Linked DNA regions of Mus musculus: region 2 is linked to region 1. A link is a contact called in public Hi-C data. All regions are on one chromosome and are shown on one strand. Each heading gives the region's core, a stretch centred on a gene start, on an enhancer-like site or on the middle of the called end of the contact. The rest is flanking DNA. Distances are from core to core; before and after follow the strand shown. Region 1 overlaps Maml2 (mastermind like transcriptional coactivator 2). Region 2 overlaps Mtmr2 (myotubularin related protein 2).

Region 1 (6,969 bases), core at 2,502-5,001:
CTAGTCCTCTGGGGGGACAGGCAGGATGGAGATGGGATAAAATAGGGAAGAAGACTGCTTCTGCTAGAAACACACTCCCTTACATGTTGCGAGTGCAGGATTTAGAGGCGAGAGGTAAAAAAACCCCATCCATGTGAGCGTGTAATCCCACATAATCTGGCTGCCTCTCTAGCCATTTTCATTTATTATATGTTAAGCAGCATACGACAGCCTTATACCAGGGATTACAGTGTGAATCTTTGCTCTGAGGGCTTCTGGATCCACTTAGACAAAACAACTCCCCTGCACCACACTCACACGACCTAAGCTAAGAAGACAGCAAGTGAAAAGGCTCCCCAGCCAGTGTGTTCCTGCGGGAAATGCTTGGCTTCGCTCTCTCAGAAAGATATTGTTGCCTGGCCTATGGAAGATCAGGTTCCCAAGGAGAAAACCAATGTTTAATTTAGCACAAAGACAGCTCAGACTTTCTCTCTGGGGGACTGAGCTTGCAAACAGATCCACATGCACAGACTCTAACCCAGCAAAGGAAGCACTCTTTGCTGCAATACTTGGGACTTGGACCTGAACTTTACTAAAGTGTCGCTTCTGTTGCTGTCAGGAGGGCTGCTGCTCTTTCCTCTTTGTGTTCAAGTCTATACACTGGGCTTTCTCCATGCTGCTGTGAGACTAGAATGGGATAATACTAGCAGACATGTTTTGCTGTGTCTGAATTACATGGTGTCGTGTGGCAATCAGACATGCCAAGCATAGCTGGTTCAGCACTTAGGTAAGCCATGGCCATAACAAAAATGTGACTGGTCATCAGCTTATCCAAAGAATGCTTTAGGTTTTAGATTTAAGATTCTAGCGATCCTGGAACTGAACAAGTTACACCTAGGTCTAGCAATCGCCATCCCGAAGACCCTGATCTGCTTACACCCCACTTCTTGGTACCCTACTCGGTTGCCATGACTTCGACTTTGTCAGATCACTCTGTATGTCCTGATATCTGTTAGCACAGACTTTTGCTTTAACTTCACGTGAATATGAATGAGGGTGCACATGAGTATATGCAGGTTATATATGCTATCTACTTTGGTTTTGGAGACAAATGTTTCTCACTGGGACTCACCAAGTGAGCTAGAGATCTGGCCAGTGAATTCTTGGAATTCTCCTCTCCAGCAGGAGAACAGCAAGTGCGGGTGCTCGGGATTGAACTTAGGTCTTCTTCATGCTTGTACAGTGAGAGCTTTACCAACTGAGCCATCTACTCAGCCTCAACTTTTTTTCTTAAGACAGGTAATGAACTTTCTGCTCAAATCCATCAGGACCACTGAAAAGGCACTGCTGAACAACAAGGGATCCACTGTGTTAGGCTTACATGGGAGAGACCTGTGACTGTGTGGAGTAAGAGTCACTGATGGAAGTCAGCCTGGTTTCAGGCAGAAGGGAAGGTTAAAAACCACTGTGATCACGATTCCATATCCCACAGAGAGAGTCAGGATGACTCGGGAATCAGGGAATCAAGAACACCACTAAAAATAAGAATAAAACAAAACAAACCCAGCTGAGTTTGATGTTATGTTATCTCGGACAAAGGTAACTAGGATCTCAGCTTATATAACAGAACAGACAAATCAAGACATATGGTGTTAGCCATATTGTTTGAGTTAGAACCAGGAAACTATCCTTGTGGGAGCTTTGTCCACCAAAGGGCTGGGATGTTCTTTTCTTGTCATTGTCTCTCCATCAACGCTCCCTGTTCTGGCTAAGAACTGCCAGTACTAAACTTGCTTTGATGTCTTGGCAATATTTTTTTTTAAATGTTTCTTACAGAAAGGCACATGTTAGGAGGCAGTGGGCAAAGAAAGTGTTCAAAACCAGGAACCACATCAGAACAAAGAAGCATAAATGTGAGCTGTTCAAGGTTGGGATGAGGGCAAGTTTATATTGCCTATTCACTTGCATACAGAGCTAATGAATTTCTTGACAAGAATCTGCTTGCAGAAGCATAAATTCTCCACAGCAAAGGCCTTCTAAACCAAATTTTTTTTTTTAACCCTGGGACTGGATTTATTTTTAGAACTATTTGCTAATTTGAACTAAAAATTTAATAAAATTGTTAAGTTTAGGCTAGTCCCTTCAAAGGATTAAATCTTGGTAGGTAACTGAAATAACTCATCTACTCACTGAATAGGCCCTCTTTGGCACAATGGAGACTTTAGAATGTATTTTAGAAGTACACGGTCAAGAAGGTACTCCAGTCAAGTTTGAAATTGAGACCGATGTATTGTTTGGTCTTGTTCTTGACAACACAACAAGGACACTAACTACACTCTACCAATATGGAAATAGATGCCAGATGATAATGCCAAACTAAATTGTAGGGGGAACCAGTGACACAGGGCCCTGCACTAACCTCGGCAAACACTGAATGTCCATTGTGCTTCTGCGTGTAGAAACTTGGGCTAGCTTGTTCAAGCACGTTGTTTCTTAGATGAATACTAACAGCTACAGTTTACTATGGCTCTCCATGGCGTTGCACATTTGACTCATTTAATAAAGATCTGGTTTTTAGTTAGTTCGACTACTATTATTTCCAAGGAGACTGAGGCAGGAGAATTTAATTGAGTTAACCAGGAAAACACAGCTATTACAAGGTTGAGCTGTGACTTAAACCTGGTCATCTTATCCCAGATCCCAGGCTCATCTTAACTGCTCTGTTAACTTACCTTCTTCAGTAACCCAACTTTAACATTTGATTTTCAACATCATCCACATATCTTTAATAAGTTCTAAGGGGAAAAAGACTATCTAAAATTGCTCATGTATGTAAACCTAACATTGTGCATGCCACAGAATAGTGAGTTCCCTCAAACTCTAAAAATCAACCAACTTCACATTTTGATGTATGATTTCTAGGCCTTTGTTCAAATTATGAAGAAGCAAGAACTATAGTGTGTGCGTGCGTGCGTGTGTGCACTCGCACATGCTGATACTAGCTCATTTTCATGCCTGCTCCTTCAGTGACTTGACTGACTATGCTAGCCTCTGGTTTTCCTCAGCTCTTATAAAGCATGTGTAAACTTTTTCTTCAGGCTGCTATTGTTTCACATCTGCCCCTTACTGTCAGCCAGAAAGGTCAAAGATGGTGGAGAGACAGACCACTAGCTGTGAGTAGCCCACATAGCCCAGCCTCCTGCTATGAGTCAGATTGGTGAGAGTTATTGGCTTGCCTCAGTTGTTCTTTCTCTATACCCTGTAAAACAGGGCTGACTGAAGGACATTGCTTTCTGTTGAACTTTCAGGTTCCTAAAATACCTATCTGTATGGAACTCTAAGGTACCTAAGTTACATATCTGTATTGAAAACAAGCACATCTTAAATGCTGTCCCTAATCAGAAAGTCTTGTAAAATTTTCTGAATGCTTCTTTTAATCAAGAAGACCTTTTTAAACCAGGGTGCAAAACAACTCAGTTGCTGGAGGAATTTATCTGCACCATGCTGACAAGACAGACTTGCTTGCAACTAGAGGCCCAGGGAAGTCTGGACAGAGGTGGGGCTTCAATTCTAGCCCTTTCAGTTTCTCTTCCAGTCTAGCCAGTGAGCTTTTAAAATGCTCTGCTCACAGCGCCAAAGGCCGTGCCATGCTGCGTATAACGCATGATGAATGGAGAAGTGTGTAAACAGCAAAGCATGAAACAGCCTTGGGGACTTGAAGCTCATAGAACAGAGCACTTAGGCTGTGTGCCCTGGGAAGAGGCCGCTGGAGGGAAAGACAACACTTGTCTTCAAGTGCATGAAGGATTAGCATTGCTTCATAGCTCTGGACTCCTCTGCTCCTTCCTGCCTCCGAATTTGATCAGGTTCTTGTGACAGTGCCAGCATTTTCGGGGTATTCCTGAACCCCACATTTCCCTGAACTGCTTACCCAACCACACATTTCTCTGCTCTGGCCCCTGAATATTTAACTTTTATGGTTACAGTATGCCTGCAGTCCGACTCTCATCTCTTGCTTAGTGTCCTTGCCCCTCCCAGGCCCTGAGGTAAGCCATACTTGTCATAAGATTTTCCCTGACTTAGATTTGAATCTCTTTTTCACCCACTAGCAGTTTTCCTGTTTCATTCACTTTCTGTATTCAGCACCATGCTATTTTGATGAATAATAATACTAGCTACACTAGCCTGGAACTCACAGAGATCCTACTGCCTCTGCCTGCCTAGTTTTTGTTATTATTGTTGGCCTTTTGAGACAGAATCTCCATTGTAGCTCAGGCTAGCCTGGAACTTTGTATGTAGCTCAAGCTGGCTTCAAGCTCATTGTAACCCTGGGCCTCTGCTTGCTGGAATTTCAGGCATGAGTCATTGCATCTATCTTAGTGTTAGGGTCTTTGCTCCTAATACAGGACAAATGTCACCCATCCAACCTGGTAGGTGGGTGTGATGTGAAACACGTAAGGGAGCTCCCTGGGTCCTTTGGGTCTGCTTCCCTCTTTGGTTTTCTGTGACAGTTTTAGGCCATTCAGAAAGCTGGGAAGTTCTGTTGTCCTGTCACCCTGCGGGGGAGGTGTGTGTGTGTGTGTGTGTGTGTGTGTGTGTGTGTGTGTGTGTGTGCTGCGTCTTTAGCATGTCACATCTCCTTTATTCTCCCACAGAGCTTGCTGGAGTGTGAAGAAAATTAGCATGAAAATGAAGGAGGAGGCATTTAGAGTTGTTTTCATTAAACATGGATGGCCTTGTCTGCGAATGTTGAACACGAGAGGGGCTGGGATGAAGGAGGCAGCGGTGGGGAAAATCCACTCAGAAAGTCTGTGTCTGTGTGCATAGAACAACTGGGTGTTGTTTTTTAATTCTGAGAATTACTAGTTGTTTTTAAAAATGAAATAACAATGCTAAAAATCAAAATGAACAATAAAATTTAGAAAACAATTAATCATGCTCACGCCCCTAGTTATATTTAATTCCTGTATCTAAGAATGTTTGACACACACACCTCGACCTTAACACCTTAGCACTTAAACTTGATTAGAGGTCTATACCACAGGAAGCCACAGGCATTAAAGTTTTAGATTTAGAGAAAAATCTTGATGAGTATTTTGAATATGAATTGGTGAGTAGTACTTAGTAATGATATTTCCAAGAAAGCAATGACTGCTGTAAAAAATGCTGAGCACCACCGGAGTGTGCATGATATCACCCAGACATTAGCACAAGCTTTCTGACAGTGTTTCAAAGAGCATGTGTCGGGCTCCTTCTCTGCTTCAGCCTTTGCCTTATTTTACTTGTCTAAGGTAGAATGGCCCTGGGCAGCTAAGAACTCTGCCTTTATTACTTCGTTCTCGAGAAGCAAAAGAAAATGGGTCTGCTCTTAAGGAAATGATGGCTGCATAAATAAATAATGCAAACAGTCCTCTCACAGTCCCAGAGAGGAAATGACATGAGAAATGTAGACCTCTAGCCCCAGACCTCCAGATGTGCCCTTCTCTCGCTGTGCAGCCCTGAAACTCTTGAGTTGGTCAATTGGAAACTAAGAAGACACCTGGGAACTTTGGCAATCATTTAACTGGTTTGACTTTCTTAAACTAAGAATTAGCATTTTAGAATACTGTTGGCAAAATATTTAACTTTCCCATCCCGTTTGTGTAAACACAACTTCTCTAATAATCCTTAGACACTGAGAGGACACACCTTGCCAAAGCTTGTCGAGTCCATGCAGAGAGATAAAGGGTACACTTGGAAGACACCTAAGGCTTCACGGCAGCACTGCCCACTTTGAGCAGTGTTCCCTGAGACTTCAGAGATACTTAAACACACAGCTATTTTGGCTTTATCCCGACAGCCCTGATTTCACAGGACTGATCCCTCTGTTTACAATAAAAGCTATTTTACCACTTAAAATAGACAAGTGAAAGCGAACAGATCCCTGTGACCCACAGAGGAGCCAGTATCATCCCCGGGGCTCAGTAGCAGCATTGCTGGGGAGTCTTCTGTCGTGTTTTCCTTTTTTTCCCAAGACTAATTCCCAAAACACTCATTAATTCATGTGCTTTCATGCACGAGCTGATCTTTGTCTGACAGATGACTACTCAGTGGCTTGTCCTCTGTCATCTAGCAGGTTAGCGACCAAGCAGGCACCAAACCAAGAGATGAGCACCTAGTCACGTCTGTGTCCTTACCTCCACAGCACATTAGAGAACAGATAAAGTCTGAAGCAGAAGGTGGTTTGGGACCACTTTCCTCCCAGCCTAATGACAATGGTCTATGCCACAGAAAAAGAGCTTGTCTCAGGCAAGAGGGAAAGATTAATACTTTTCATGAATGTGCTAACCTAATGGCTCCACAAACTAGTGCTTATTGAGTTTTACAGCTCATTCAAAGATTCAAACATATGTCAGCAGAAAGTGACTTAGTGGTAAAGTCTTCTCTTGAGTGGCTAGAAAAGCATCAGGGCCCTACAATCTTAGCCCTCTGTGAGGCCCTGTGTTTGCAGGCTCCACAGAAGTGGGGCTTCCCCTCAGCTGAAGCTAAATGAAGAAACTGGCTGAGTAAGGGCAGCAGAATTAGGCTCTCAAGTGGACAGAATTAGAACTGACTTAGAGGTTATTCTTGCGTTGTTCTTTACACTCTAGCTATTAAAGAGCCCAGACAGTATATATTCTCTGCATAGAACACCCTTAGAAACAACCTTACCCTGCCGAACAGAAGCTGTCCTCCCTCCTTTCTTTGGCAGGTAGTACTGATGATGCCCAAGGCGCTGCCACACAGCGCATGCTGGTTAGAGAACTTCACCAGCGTACACCATGCATATTTTAATTTAGGTGATCAATACTTTTCTCTTCTCCAAAGGGCATTCCTGGGCACTTATAGCATACACATTAGCAAGTAACACATCCAGACCACATAAACCTGCTTACGCACAGAGCTGCAATAAAATTAAGGGTTCTGACACGCAATCTCAGCAGAGGTCCTTTGAGATGATTAACATTGCTT
Region 2 (7,221 bases), core at 3,462-5,961, 500 kb before region 1:
GAAGCCTGTCCCTCTCTCCTTAAGGAGACTTTTACAGTATTTATATAGCACTTATTTACCTGGCTGTGTATTTTACATATGTGATTTATAACTTCTGCAGATCTATGTGCTTTTAAAAAAACCCACCTAGAATCTATCACTTGAGTGTTAGAGGAAGATTATTTAAGTCAATGGTGTACTTAAGAAGTTGAGGCAGAAGAATCAAGAGTTTAAGACTGAACATAGCAAGACCTCGTATCAAAAACAAAGCTAAAAGAAAATGTTTTTATTGAATTCATTTTTTCCCTGTTTTGATTATTTGGTCAGCTGGAGAAACAAAACATAGATAAGCAGAAGAAGGAATTAAAAGCTAACAAAAAGACTCTTGATGAAGAAGGGAACAGCAGCGGTCGTTCATCTGGAGTCCCAAGGACCGCAAGTAAGAAGGATCTGGCCAAACAGAGACCTGGAGAAAAAAGCAGGAAAAATCTTCAGTTACTGAAGGACATGCAGACCATACAGAATTCACTGCAGAGCAGTAATCTGTGTTGGGATTACTGACACCAGGTCATAAATGATGTACCTCACTGGTCATAAACGATGTACGTACTGGACATGAGCAGACTTTCCAGGTCTCATGCTTGCTAAGCTGCCATTACTGGCAGGTGTTAGGGGCCAAGCTTCATTACAGTCTATTGTGCTATGTAGCACAACTGATGGAGATGGAGTTCTGCGGCAGAGAAGCCTCACTGTCTTTGAATTTGCTGTACTCATTCACTGCACTTTGTAAACAAATGACCAGTTTTTTACTCATGGGTGTGTTTTTTAAACTAGGTATATATGTAAATTGGGTTTGAAAATTCAGAATATGAGATAGTCCCCATAGTCAGTGCTTGAAGTCTTGTTTTTTAAATCTTCCCACAGCATGAAGTGACCACTACTCTCCCTTCTCCAGATGACCATTAAATGTACTGTTTTCAAGAAGACTTTGTTTTGCTTTGGTATTTTAGACATTGATCAATCATAAATTCACTTAAGTCAGTTATCCATGAAATATGTCACAATGTCTTCAGAAAAACTATATAAACAGTTGTTACTGAAGTAAATGAAATTTTGGAATAAAGAATGAGAACGTGGGTATTGTAAAATGTACACGTTTACAGTTTTTAGACAGTATCTATTTGTAATCATGTTAAGCACTGTTTAATCTTGACTTAAGAGAAGCTCATGCTTTTAGCATACAGTATGTGAATTGAATACACACATCTATCATGCCAATGTAAATTATTTAACTTTGAGTAGATCGACATGTTATAATCTTTATAAATTTGGTACTTCAAATCAATAAAGCAGTTTTTAAACTTTGCTTAACAGCCAGCTAACAAAGGCTTTATTTGTCATACAAACTCAAAAAGTGCATGTTAGTATCGTGATTGAGGAACGAGAATATCTGAGGCATGCTTGTCATCCTTGTGCTTACAGAGACCAAGCTCAGTGTTCCTGAATGGTTCAGACAGGCTGGGGAACATACTAGCCATCTACTAAGTTGAATAGCATGAATTGTTTGTTACTTGGGCACCAGAAGGCCCTATCACTTGGTGAATTTTCTAGTTAGAAACATAGATTTTTAAGCTTCATGAGTCACCTGAAATTGTATATAAATTTGTGTGTGCAGTTTTCTGATGAGGTTTGCAGGAACAATGACCTGACAACCGTGAGTCCATAGTCCCCAGGAAGGTAAGAAACTGCTCTGGTGACATGGCTCAACCACCACTTCCAACTGTTCCACTTGTGTTAATTCCTTGGATTTCAGGACAGTAAACTGTATAACTGTCATCTGAATGATGATGGCTCCAACTCCTAGTTAGAATAGTAATTGGAGGATAGTAACTCCTACCTGTCTCCAGCTGGATTCCAACTGTAGGCTTTGGGTTTTGATTCTGCTTCAGTTTCTTGTTCACTTGCAGCAGAGCTCCCTTGTATCCTGTACAAGACGCCAGCGCGGATCCCACGCTTCGTAAGAAAGGAGTGCTTTCCTTGATGTCATACTGGGGTGTGTGTGAACACCAGGAATGCAGTTGAACTCCACATAAGCACTTTTAGTGTGCACATTCCACACTCAAGATTCCTTGGAGGTCACAGAAAACATTGCAAGGTTTTGGAGTGACATATTTCTCTGCCGTTTGGGTGACCGTATGATCAGCATCCCTCTGATGTCATACCAAGATGGTCAAAGGTTTCAGGGAAGAAAGCAGACTAGTGAGGAAAGTGAACTGTTACAGAAATCTTACTTGAATGCTGGGAACATAAATACCTCCTCAAAAAAATTTTTATAGCTAAGTTTACACCAACCAAATTATTTGGTACCAATTCTTGTAAATACTGGGTATGCTGGGGTATATTCAATAGTATAGCATTTGCCTGGCAAGTGTGAGGCTCTGGGCTCAATATCCAGGTAAAATATATAAGCAAAAAAAAAAAAAAAGTAGGAAAGAGGAGATCTGTGATGTACTAATTCCAAAATCAACACCAGGACTACAGTTCAAACAATGAGTTACGGAACAATGCTTTTTACAGTTTGATTTTAGGTGTCAAAGACAGGTGGGCTTAAATTGGATTGGATAATTCCAGGTTAACATTTTGGGGGTGGGGTGGGGAGGGTACTTTAGACAACTGTGGACAAGGACAAAGTTTGAAGTCATTTAATTAAAAGACCAAGTGGTAAGAAGCTCGTTTGTTACAGTACATTACATATGGCTCTTGTACAGAGTAAAACAGACCCCAGGAGTCAACTGTCCCCACCAGCACCGGACTCGGGTGAGCAGAGAAGCAAGGCTTTACTTGCTGGCACTGAGACTAACTCATGCAGAGTGCTCTTTGGTAAAGTGTCCATGTGAGATTTACACAGCACATAAAGTCAGACTTCTAAGTTTTTAAAATACTGTCTTAAAACTTGCCAAATAGCATTTAGATAAAGTAGAGTAACAGTAAGGTTTTAAGATGTCTTCTGTGATGTTTGTGATCAATACACAAATGGAGTAGATGACAGCTACTACTTTGTCCCTTCAACCCCCCAAAGCACATATATAAGGCATTGTTTCCTAATTGCTGTTGAGAATATGCTAATTACAATGTCAGCAGCAAAAAAAAAAAAAAAAAAAAAACCTACTATGCCATAATAATCTCAAGACAATGCTTTTTACTATATTAAATATCACAAAACTTGGGGAAACTGAGAAAGGAATATTTGGATCTGACACAAGCCTCAATGCGTGTGCTCTCAGGTGCAACAGCAGGTGGCCTTGCTTTTCTCCCCTCCTGGAGATCTGACCAGGTGCTCAGGGTTTTAAGACATTTTTAAATGAAAAACTTGCTCCCAGTGTGAATACAGGACTGCAGTACTTTAGTATTCTTTGGGTGACTTAAGATTAGTGTCATACTTTAATTATGAATGAGATCATCTTCATTGTCACTTGCACTGCTATGTTTCTAAACTCATCTAAGAGAGATTTGAAATAAATACAGCATCCGAAGGATTCTCCAGTAGATGGGTTTTAAACACGGAAGGTTTTCTACCCATAAGGTGCTGGAATGTCAGGTTCCTGGCAATGAGGCCCTGGGCCTAGTCCTTTCATACAACAGTTTGGACAGGAGTCACACACTGTGCAGGAGAGCTGGCTCTCTCTGAAGAGGAGGTTGAGCGGTTGGAAATTTCTCTCTGAAGTTCCTCTACTTTTCTTTGAAGCTCTGCTCTTTTGGCAAGAAGTTCTTTGTATCTGCTGTGGATAGGTTCCTGCAAGAGCAAACAAAATCACTGCAACAGGAATCCAGACAAACTTGAGGTCTTAACCATTCATTGAGCTTTGTGGCATTAGCTGTTTAAGCAGTTGGACAGCCCCACCTTTAGCTCCTTAGTGGAATTAAATTCATGTTTTGTTGTCACCTCTGATCATTCAGTTGCTTCAGATGTTCCTGGAAGATGCTACTTTATAAATATCATTTACTTAAAACTTCAGGACTATGGACCTGCAGTTTTTAGATTTTTATAGAATTATTTTCTTCTGTATACCTAAAGACCACACAGAAATGTGTACAGTTGGGAAAGTTTCGTAACTAAAGGACAGAGTGGGAAGTTTTGGTTGTGACAAAACTAGTGGGGTCATACTGTATATTACAGATATGTACCTGAGGTTTCATCCGGGGGTTCCACCTTATATAATATCCCACCCAGAGCTCTAGGTGGCGCATGCTGGCTACTGGGTAAAGGACATGATTGGAGTAGCTTCCATAAAGAGGATTAGTAAAGTCTTCCAGCTGGCTGTTTATATAGGACCACAGTGACACTGTCTTCTTAGGAAGATTCTGCAAGAGGGAAAAATTGGTAAAGATCTCCTATCATATCAGCTGCTTGAACCTCAGGTGAAACTTGTGTAGGGTTGTGTGATCATTAAAATTAGGATGCTGTAGATAGGATCAGTGTTCATTCACATGAGTAGATCCAAAAACACTGGCTCCAAGGCACCCTCTTCTAGTCTTCTCAAACACGTGTATCACACACTTGTCCATAGACAAAAAATAAAACTGCTCCATATGATTAAATCAATACTATTCAGAACAGCCAAAATAAAGAACAACCCAAAAGACCACCAACTGATGGGATATACACAATGGAAGGTTATTTGACCATGAAGAGGAAGTGTGTGGTATGACATAAACGTTGCAAATATAGTAATGAAAGGGGGCAGACACAAAGGTCACATGGTGAATGATCCCATTTATATGAAGTGTTCACAAGTAGCCATCCATAGAGAAACCTAGTCAGTATCTGCCCAAACCTGGGAGAACATGGATTAGCAGGTGTGTGATGAAAACTGCTCTAAATTAAATGGTGATGGCCCACAATCCTGTGGTTATACCATTAGATTATCACTTTAAAAGAGAATTTTGTATTTAAATGTTAGGATTTAAGACTTAAGAGTAGTTTCTCAAAAGACTGGCAGTAATTAGAATACTGCTGTGGTATTTGTGACTATCTAATAACTCACAATATACTGAAAGCCTACCATGCATGGAAATATATCCAGTATAAAGTATAACACCTGCAAGGTACAGTCTAGGAAGAACTTAATTTTCACAATAGTAAACACCATCACCCTGTTTTTCTGAAACAGAAATGAACTTAGGTGTTAGTGAGTCTAATACCTGAACCTGGTAGCAGGGCTTTTCAGTGTTAAGTCCTGTCCCATAATAACCTACTTTCTGACAAAGCTTTCAGAATGAAAGTTGATGTGCATGAGGGCTCTCTACCAATACACTAAAAGTGATACCTCTACAGAGAGTGGTTCTTTTGTTTTGCTGTAGCAGGATCGAACCCAGCACTTTGAAGAGCTAGGCAAGCACTCCAGCACTGACCCTCTATTGCTCCAGCACCTTCACATTTATTTTGAAAGGGTATGTGTTTAAAGGGCTGGCTTCAGACTTGTGGTCCTTTAACCTTAGCCTCTGGGATATCTGGGATTGTAAGTGTGAGCCCTTATCCCCAGTTTATGGGTTGAAGGAATCCTAATCTGTCTGGTGAGATACTATATAACCAAATGCATGCCAAGTGAGAGTAGAGATCATACTTTACCTCTTTCCCCCTCTGCTGTTCGCTGTTACAAAGGAATGTTCCAAATAAACAGCTGTACAAGTGGTCCAGGATGGTAATGAGAAAATACTCATTGAATTCAAATGCGGTAGGGAACTGCAAATTGAGCACCACAAACTTGAGACATTTTTCATGCATCTGTCATGAGTAGATCTTTCATAATAGTACTTAGATTTTAAACTACCTAAGCCATCAGAGCATTATTTGTTTTCCTTTCCAAGGTAGAGTCTTTCCCATGCAGCAAGTACTGAATGGTTTTGTGTTTGCTCTGCTTTGACCTTATAGTTGCCAGTCACTGATTTCTGACATGGAACAGTTCTGATATTCTTTTCTTTTAGTTTTCAATATGTCTAAGAATTAAAAGTAACAAATGTGCCCAGAAAATATCATAGGTATATACACAGAAGTATCAGCTATACAGCTGTGCAGCTATGCAGATAACTTGTAAGTCAACCTACTTGTCTTGTGGAAGAACAGGTTCTTCTAATTCACAACTGGAAGCATTAGTCCAACTCAGAATTCACCCTCAGTGGGTATCTTAATTTTATACAAGCCATTTTTGGAGGGCTATCAAAGGAATTAAAGACAGCCCAGAAGGTAGTAAAAGGTTTAATTGAACCCAATCCTATTAATATCACAAAATCATTCAGAAACTTATTTGTACATAAGCTTGTAAAACATTCCACAATGACCTGGGAAATACTGCCTTGGTATTTTAGAAAAAGTCTGTCAACCTCACTAAAATCTATGGGGACATGTAGTTTATTGCTACTCCTTCTTGACATAGGTAATTAACATACTGATGAGCTTTCAACATTTCTAAAAATCATGTCCCCATCCTACCCAAACAGCACCCTAACCAGTTCCAACTCTCAGGTGACCTAGTTAGGGGTTAAAGTCTACCAATCCAGACAGCTGGGCCGTATCTTCTCTTATTTGTCTTACTGGCATACATATCTCTCCAGTGACAAAAACTCTACTCCTGCTAAGACATTCTCAAACCCTGCAATTGTGTGTCCTATCATGAACCTTTCTAGACTTGAGTCATTTATACAACTATCTCAAACAAACCTGCTGCCTACAAGGCTGTTATAGGGTTTTTAATAGCTCCATGATTGACAGGGGCCAAGTCATCCCTGCTTTACATGTTCTACCCCAACACTTCTTCCTTTAAAACATAAAATGGCTCAAAATAATGTTTATTTTTGGCTGGAATTTGATGTAGTTTGTTTCTTATCTTTCTTAGCAAAGAAATTCAGAACTCTCAATGAGCAAAGGACTTTATTTCAAAGGAGGAATCTTTTTCATTTGTATCAACGCCCTGGGCCAAGATGCTACTAGAATCCAAGTGTTTATGAATTAATGTTTGTTACTATTACCCTAAAAGACAAGTTTTAGTACCGAATAATAACAACAGCTATTATCTCCAGGATTCTATCCAAGAATCATAAGTCAACCAGGACCACTCTAAGCTTGTGATGTGTGGTCAGGGTGTTAGCAGATGACGTCTTACCTGTCTTGTCATTTGCCAGACACAGTCAATAAACTGAAGGAAAACAGGTGACCTGTCTGCGTCAGCATGGTTCTTATCTCCA

The links. A called contact is a pair of places that touch in the nucleus more often than the background predicts.
Region 2: a contact with region 1 is called in a Hi-C map of bone marrow-derived macrophages, with 17 read pairs. The contact joins two enhancer-like sites. A contact is called at or near these places in 1 of 484 Hi-C or Micro-C datasets (bone marrow-derived macrophages) and 6 of 115 datasets of contacts at active chromatin or transcription factors (the 230-238 cell line, astrocytes, bone marrow-derived macrophages and 3 more).

What each region holds. Positions count from the first base shown.
Region 1 is chr9:13,300,868-13,307,836 of GRCm38.p6, reverse strand. All of the region lies in intron 1 of Maml2 (mastermind like transcriptional coactivator 2), which reads right to left. Among named protein-coding and RNA genes, the nearest start is that of Maml2, 6.4 kb to the right of the region's middle. Within about 2 kb of position 3,751, at least 111 of the 459 cell types and tissues checked have an H3K27ac peak or open chromatin away from gene starts, as enhancers often do. A contact at or near this core is called in bone marrow-derived macrophages, where this site is marked.
Region 2 is chr9:13,801,926-13,809,146 of GRCm38.p6, reverse strand. It overlaps Mtmr2 (myotubularin related protein 2), which reads right to left. Exons shown (of 15, transcript NM_023858.4): 12 at 7,140-7,221; 13 at 5,609-5,722; 14 at 4,165-4,341; 15 at 251-3,772. The coding sequence ends at 3,611. Cep57 (centrosomal protein 57) reads left to right here. Exons shown (of 11, transcript NM_026665.4): 11 at 307-1,359. The coding sequence ends at 540. Among named protein-coding and RNA genes, the nearest start is that of Cep57, 22 kb to the left of the region's middle. Within about 2 kb of position 4,711, at least 2 of the 459 cell types and tissues checked have an H3K27ac peak or open chromatin away from gene starts, as enhancers often do. A contact at or near this core is called in bone marrow-derived macrophages, where this site is marked.